Linked DNA regions of Mus musculus: region 1 is linked to region 2. Evidence: chromatin contacts called from public promoter capture Hi-C data. All regions are on one chromosome and are shown on one strand. The core of a region is the stretch at or near the end of the contact, and the rest is flanking DNA. Distances in the headings are between cores, read along the strand shown. Region 1 holds the start of Dcaf4 (DDB1 and CUL4 associated factor 4). Region 2 holds the start of Slc39a9 (solute carrier family 39 (zinc transporter), member 9).

The links. Promoter capture Hi-C pulls out the DNA fragments that hold promoters and counts their contacts.
Region 1: a promoter capture Hi-C map of pre-B cells shows a contact between it and region 2, with 2.6 times the contacts expected there. The contact joins the promoter of Dcaf4 here to the promoter of Slc39a9 in region 2.

Annotation. Positions count from the first base shown.
Region 1 is chr12:83,519,179-83,522,952 of GRCm38.p6, forward strand. It overlaps Dcaf4 (DDB1 and CUL4 associated factor 4), which reads left to right and starts at 1,288. Exons shown (of 14, transcript NM_030246.2): 1 at 1,288-1,439.
Region 2 is chr12:80,642,727-80,646,459 of GRCm38.p6, forward strand. Slc39a9 (solute carrier family 39 (zinc transporter), member 9) reads left to right here and starts at 1,489. Exons shown (of 7, transcript NM_026244.2): 1 at 1,489-2,250. The coding sequence starts at 2,155. It overlaps Erh (ERH mRNA splicing and mitosis factor), which reads right to left and starts at 1,385. Exons shown (of 4, transcript NM_007951.4): 1 at 1,038-1,385. The coding sequence starts at 1,040.

The DNA.
Region 1 (3,774 bases), core at 38-2,537, 2.9 Mb after region 2:
ACTGGTGTCCACCCAGTTCCCATGGTGGGAATTCAGTGAATCCTGTCAATGGGGTCAGTCAGCTGCCTGTTTGCCAATCCTTCACAAGCCTCCCATGGCCGCCTCCTCCTCCCCCCTCCTCCTCAGTCCTCCAGGGTCCTCAAGGCTTCAGTTTACAAATCCTGCCTTCCTCCTCCCAGAATTCAGGTCAGAGATTCTCCTATTGTTATGTCTCCCATCTGCCCACAGCTTTACCCAACAAGGCTCCAGTCTCTGAGGTCCCATGGTTTTCCATGCCTCTGAGGCTGTTCTCCAGCCTCAACCACTTTGCTAAAGATTCCAAGGTCCTCACAGCCAGTCCAACCAGTAGCTGAAACAGGCTTCCAGCCACATCTTCTTTGAAGTCTGCTTTGTCCTTTTCTGGCAGTTCAAGCTCCGGGAAGCAGTAGTGCTCACTTCTCTCGTTTCCCTCAGAACCTAGCACTCTGCATATCCCTGCACACGTCTGTAAACTTGCTACAGGCTGAAGTGTTTTCATAGGCCCACATCTATGATCACTAATAGCTAGCTTCTAGCGGTCCAGCATCAGGAGCCTGGGCGAGCACCGCACACAATGAATCTCAGGAAGGGATTCTGTTCTCCAAATGCAATTAAGATCAAGGCTGTTGGTGGTCCCCACTTAGCCTGACCTATTTGAACCCATTCTGCTCTCACTACTATCACTTCTGACCTGTTACAAACTCCGTCTTCTTTGCAGTGGTACTCTGGGGTGGTTTTCTGACCAAGGCACACGTGTACCATTCTAGAAATATTACCTGTACAAACTTTGGGCTGGAGATCATTGACAATATTTGTTCAACTTTCTTGTTACAGTGGAAGAAATTAAGGCCCAGAGAAGTGATAAGCACACCTTAGGTCACATAGCAAGGAGGAAACAACCTGACCTAGATTCAAGGAGCCTCCCGGCACCGGCAACTGCGTCCCAAAGTCTTTTTCGCTTTCCTCCTCAGAGTCTCCTTTGCTCTTTCCACAAAACAATCATCTTCCCTCTCTCACATATCAGTGTTAACTCGGGCCTGTGTACCAGCTCCAAGCCGAGAGAAATTTCTCGGGATATGATCCGCAGTAAGAAGGAAGACTCACTGTCAAGAGAGTACCAGGGACTCTGAGGAGGCGGTAGCAATCTCTAGCCCCGCCCCAAAGCGCATCAGACCCCGCCCCTAAGCGTGCCAAGCCCGGGCACGCTCGACCAGGACAAGGCGGAAATCCTAAGTCCCGCCCTCCGTAAAGACCGCCCCTACTGACATGGACAGGCAGAAGCCTAATTCAATGAGAAGAAAGAACCGGCCGCTTTAGTCCTATGGGGTGCGACAACACAACATGAGGGTCTTTCCGGATCTTTGCACGCCCCTGGGTGCTCCAGCCCAGAAGTGTCGTAGCTGAGAGGACCATCTGTGCAGGTAAGGCTGTTCCCATGCGTGGCGTGCATCTGGGCGCCGACGGAGGGTGCCGCTGTACCCACGCAGAGGACAGAGAAGGCAAGGCTGAAGGCAGGAGGAGTGAGCGTGCCATACAAGGCCGGAGTGGGCGTGGGCCAGGACCTGGCGAGTCCTGCGGCGTCCCCAGGATCCCCTTGCAGAGTCCAGCCTGCAGTAGACCTCTGCCTCTGTTGAAATTTGGGCTGTGAAGAAACACGAGGCCAGGAGGCCAATAGTACTTTATGGTATAAATTTTGGAAGTTTATGTTTTTGGTTTTTTTGTTTTTTGGTTTTTCGAGGCAGGGTTTCTCTGTGTAGCCGTGGCTGTCCTGGAACTCACTCTGTAGACCAGGCTGCTGGCCTTGAACTCAGAAATCCGCCTTCTGCCTCCCAAGTGCTGGGATTTTGCTTTTTTTTTTTTTAAAGGCTTCTTTTATGTATGTGGATATTTGGCGTGCATACATGAGTGTACTTCGAACAAGCCTGGTGTTCAGGGAGGCCAGAAGAGATCAGTGAGATCTCCTCCAGCTGGATGATCGTGAGCCGCCCTGCGGGGTGCTAGGATTTGAACCTGGGTCCTCAGCTTTCTTAACCACTAAGACATCTACACACACACACCTTTTAAAAGAGCTTTTATTTTTAATTGTGTATGTGGGTGTGTGTGCTTACATGTGTCTGTGGAAGATCCAAGAGACCCAAATGTGTCAAACTCCTGAAACTGTAATTTGAGACGTTGTGAGCTCCTGAACTCTGAAGAACAGCAAGTGCTCTTAACTGCTGAGCTATCTCTCCAACCCTAGCGGTATCTTTATAAGACACAGAAAGAGAGGTTACGTGGTGGCTTGCCTGAGGTTGTGTGCAGGCTGGTATTTGGAAAAGTTAGGAAGCCCAGATGTGGACCAGCCTCCATTCCCTGCCACAGTAAGATGGGTGTTAGTGAGAAACGAAGCCTTTCCACACCAGTTCTAGTGACTTTGGGGAGCGCCACAACTCCCTCCACCTTGGATGACCAGACACAGCCTTGTGTGTGGAGCAAGGCAGTAAGAAGAAAAACATAAAACAAAACAACTAACAACTCCAAGTCAGCTACTCGGAGAAGACAAAAATCCCACGACCTGGAAATCCAGTTGTCGATAACAGTGGAAAGTAATCGAGGTGGTGTCTTTTGGCTGATGGAGCCTACAAGTGCAGGATGCTCCTGTATCTCTAATGCGACTTTGTTAGTCAGGTATTGTTAGTTCTATAAGCCTCGGTTTCCATGCTGTGTAGTAGGGTTAGCTTATTATGGTTGTGTATTTGTGTGTATGTATAATGTATGTGTGTAAGTGAAGGTTAGGGGGCAACTTTGTGGAGTTGGGTCTCCTGTGGATTTTTATTTTTTCAGTTTTTTTTAAAAAGATTTATTTATTTATTATATGTAAGTACACTGTAGCTGTCTTCAGACACACCAGAAGAGGGAGTCAGATCTCATTACGGATGGTTGTGAGCCACCATGTGGTTGCTGGGATTTGAACTCAGGACCTTTGGAAGAGCAGTCGGATGCTCTTACCTGCTGAGCCATCTCACCAGCCCCTGATTTTTGTTTTTTTGTTTTTGTTTTTTTGAGACAGGGTTTTTCTGTATAGCCCTGGCTGTTCTGGAACTCACTTTGTAGACCAGGCTGGCCTCGAACTCAGAAATTCGCCTGTCTCCTGCCTCCCGAGTGCTGAAATTAAAGGCATGCGCCACCACTGCCCGGCTCTCCTGTGGATTTTAGGGAGGGAATTTATAAGGATAGGTTTGCGTGCGTGCGTGTGTGTGTGTGTGTGCGTGTGTGTGTGTGTGCGTGCGCGTGTGTGTATGCTACTTGTGTTTGATTGCTCTCAAAGGCCGGAGGAGTGTTGGGTCACTTAGAACTGAGTGACAGGAGGTTGCGAGCCACCTTGATAGTGGGTGCTGGGATCTAAGTTCAGGTCTTCTACAAGAGCAGCAATTGCTTTTAGCTGCTGAGCCCTCTGTCCAGCCTCTTATTTTATATTTTACACCTGACAGAACTCTTGGTGAGCTATCTGCATTTTCTCATTTTCCTCCTGTGTTCACTCATGGTCCATACCATTGAGGGTGGAAACCTTATTGAAGGGGCCATTTTATCCTGAGTTTTACCAGCTAGTGGTGTTAGCATTTTGCATCTTATTATGTCTTAGGAGTCAGGGTCTTACTGAATTTTCCTATGATTGCATTATCTCTTATCTATCTATTTATCTATTTGTTATTTGTTTGTTGTGTGGAAGTTAGAGGACGACCTGACCTGAGGTGTCATTTGTCACCTACCTTGTTT
Region 2 (3,733 bases), core at 239-2,738:
GCCCACGAGCTGCTCTTCCAAGGGACTGGTTTTCAATTCCCTGCACTCGCACGGTCGCTTACCATCACAGGTAATTCCAATCCTGGGGATCGGACGCCCTCTTCTGTCTGTCGCAGGCACTGCATGCAAGTGGCACACAAGACATGCAGGCAAATCACCACACACCGAAAAGGAAGATCCCCAAAAGCAAAACAACAACCAGAGTGTTGATGGCTCAGTGGTTAAGAGCACGTGCTACTCTTACAGAAGGCATGAGTTTGGTTCCTAGCACCCACATCCTCCGCTCACAACCGCCTGTTCTAACTCCAGACCCAGGGGATCTCATTCCCTCTTCTGGCCTCTGAGGGCTCCTGTACTCACGTGCAAGCACAGACACACAACTTAACAAATAAAACAAAAACCTTCCCTGCCGGATTTTGGGACCAGGACCCTGGAGTCTCTTTTCAGGCTCCACTCCCAGGAGAATATAAGAAAGAACAAGATCGAAGGCTGACAAAATTGGCAAAACAGGGCAACTAAGGATACTGAAAAAGGAAAAATACTTTCTTTTTTGAAGTTCGGGGGTTAGGGGGCAGGCTGAGGCAGCACACTGTAAAGCCAATCCGACCCCCTAAGGCCGACCTACGGAGAACCGTAAGGTGACGGGTGTGTCAGTTTCAGGAAACGTCTAACACGTTCCCCGGCCATTGTTCCTACAGTCGGCTAGTGCATCTGATGAGAAATGAACGGCACCCCACACCTCCCTCTTCCAGGCAGCGATCGGCAGGGAGGGCATCGTCTGCCCACCGCATACCTCGCCCCCCACCATCAGGCGGGAGGCGCGCAGCCGCAGGGAGGAGGATCAGGTCCGGGGCCTACGGGCAGGCCCCGCGGCTCAGCGCCGGGAAGGGGAAGGGTCCACCCGCGAGCCGGGGGGAAGGGGGCGGGGAGCAGCTCCCTCGCTCGCGCTAGAAGGGCAGGGGCGGGAAGGATGGGAAGATGTACCGAGCAGGGGTGGCCCTCTAAGTTGGGGACCCCGGCAACCGCTAAGGACTCACCATCGCGCCAAACGCTCTTGCTGCAGCCGCCGCTAACACCTCTGCTGCCGCACACGAGCTCAGCCGCAACGCCGCCAACAGCCAATCCCGCGAGAGCCGCCGCCGGAAGTCGTCGAAAGCGCGACGCAAAAGGAATCTTTCAGACCATAGAGAGACACACGTTTCTGGTTTCTAGAGTGGATACTGACGCTGTTTCAGCCATCTTGGTTAAGGGCGCCGGGATGGGTAAGAGACTCTTTCTCCGCTTTAGGAAGAAGAGTTCGTTTCGGGATTCTGCCTTCTGTACTCTAATTAACTGACAGGCGGCTAAAGTGATGGGGAATACAACAGCGACACCAGTCGTCTTTTTTTTAAGCCTTTCTAAAAAAATGGCGGCAATATAAGGACCTGGCCGATAGGTCGGTTGTAACCCGGAAGTGCCCTGCTAAAGAGGAGGCTGTGAGACAATCCGGAAGTGGGAGTAATGAAGAGGTGCCACTTGGCGGCCATGGCAGCTGTAGTATTGGCGACTCAGGGTCAGGGCCTGGCTGAGGGAAGTACCATGGGTAGCACCGGGTGTAGGGCAGAGACAGCATCGTGTCGACTTTGCTGTTGAATCCTCCGACCCAAGTGAGAGACTTGCAGGACATCTTGCCCGACTCTAGACTCGGAAGGTAGTTTGCTGGGACTGGTGGGCTGGTCCCTTCCCTGGGGGCGTATCACCTGCGGTGCCACCCCTAGGAACAGGTACAGCGTGCGAAGAAGACACTTGGCTTTACCCCTCTTTCCTACTGCTACCAGGGGCCTTGTCTAGGAGCGGGTCGTCGTGACACTCTCATTCCGACGATTGAGGTCTCTTTCAGCACAATTTCTCCATCTGTGACCGACCGGAATCTCAGTGGCTGGCAACCGAGTACCTAAGATTGCGCGAAGTTTTCTCTGGTGCTAGAGTCAGCAGAAGGAGCTTGCTTCTTAAGAGAGTGGCGTGCTTCGAGAACACCCCGGCTGGTGGCAAGGCTGAAAGAAGTGGGCAAATTCCCGTTTGCTTGGAAGACCACGCGTTTAAACAGCCTAAGCGCCTTTCGAAACTGCTGGAATCTTAAAGCCTGGTGGTAGAGGGTGACTACGGGAGGGCAGAATGGATGACTTTCTCTCCATTAGTCTGCTGTCTGTGGCAATGTTGGTGGGATGTTACGTGGCCGGAATCATTCCTTTGGCTGTTAATTTCTCAGAGGTAAGACGTTCTCCATTGTCTGCCAAGCGTTAGGATGATGCTAGACCTAGCTATATTTGCAAAGAAGCTGTTTCTCAGCTCTAAGGTCTCATTAAGGAAAAGATGTAACATTTCACAGTAGAAACAAAGCTTGTGTTCAACCGTATACATCTTAACCAAGAATGGTAGATAGATGATACACTGGAGAACCTGGAGTGTTCAGAATCCTCTGAAAATTATATACCCCCACGACCACCAAAAGTTGGGGCTCTGCATTTTTCAAGAGACAGGAACCACAGTTACATTTCTGATGATTCCTGGAGGTTTCAAGAAATCAAGATATCAGATAAAACCAAATGGAGACTTACTATTTCACTGAGGTGAAATCAGTATAACAATTTCTGAGAAAAATCATGAATGTTTTTGGAGAAAAGCTTAGGATGTCAGCACTACAATCAGTGTGAGAGAAAAAAGCTACAGTAGGTTGTTATTATCATTTCCTTTCAAAGAAGCCAAGGGCTGGAATGGATATTCTGAGATTATTTTCAAATCTCTTTGTTTAGAGATAAACTTTTTGCACGCCTTTAATCCCAGCTCTGGGGAGGCAGAGGCGATAGATCTCTTGAGTTTGAGGCCAAACCTAGTCTGCAATGCAGGATGCACTTTGGGTTATTTGTTAGGTTGTCATCCACTAAGCAGAGGTTATGGGGGGGGGAGAGAAAAGATATTCTCGTCTGTTCTTTAGATCATCAGAGTGTCCTAGGTACACAGTGCTCAAAGGTTTAAGGAGAAAAAAACTACTGCATGCAAGAGAATTCCATAGTTTCATCCCCAAGATCAGTAGTAGAGTAAACCCTTGCCTCAGTTGTTCTATTCCTGAAAGGACTAACTTCCCCAGAGGAAAGATGAGGCATGAGGTAGGCCTCAAAGAGACTCTGAAGGGAAGGCATTGATGAAGGTGGAGAAAGCCTATGGTGGAAAGGGTGGTGAGTCTGGGCGGGGAGGGGAAATAGGGCCTTTAGCCAGAGAGAAGGAAGGCGTCACCTTGGCTTGCGTGTGGTCCTTTTCTATTTCCTTTTTCACCTGTGCCCTTTGGAATCTAATGATACAGTAAGTTATTTAATTTTATTTTTATTTATGGATGTTTTGCTTACATGTATGTCTGTGTACCACATGCAATCCTGGTGTCATTGGAGGCCAAAAGAAGTTGTGGGGTCCCCTGGAACTGGAGTTACAAAGTGTCATGAGCCACCATGTCGCTGGGAATTGAACCTGGGTCCTCTGAAAGAGCAGTCAGTGCTTTTAACGGCTGAGCCATCATAACCATAACACTGTTTAAAAAATTATATATATTATGTAATATGACTCACTGAAAGGCTTGGGGTATAGCCAAATGGTAGTGTTTGCCTAGAATATGCAAAGCCTAAATTTGATTCCTAGCACTGACAAACAAAATCCTAGCAACACACTCACTCAGCCATATTACAGACAAGGAAATAGGCTC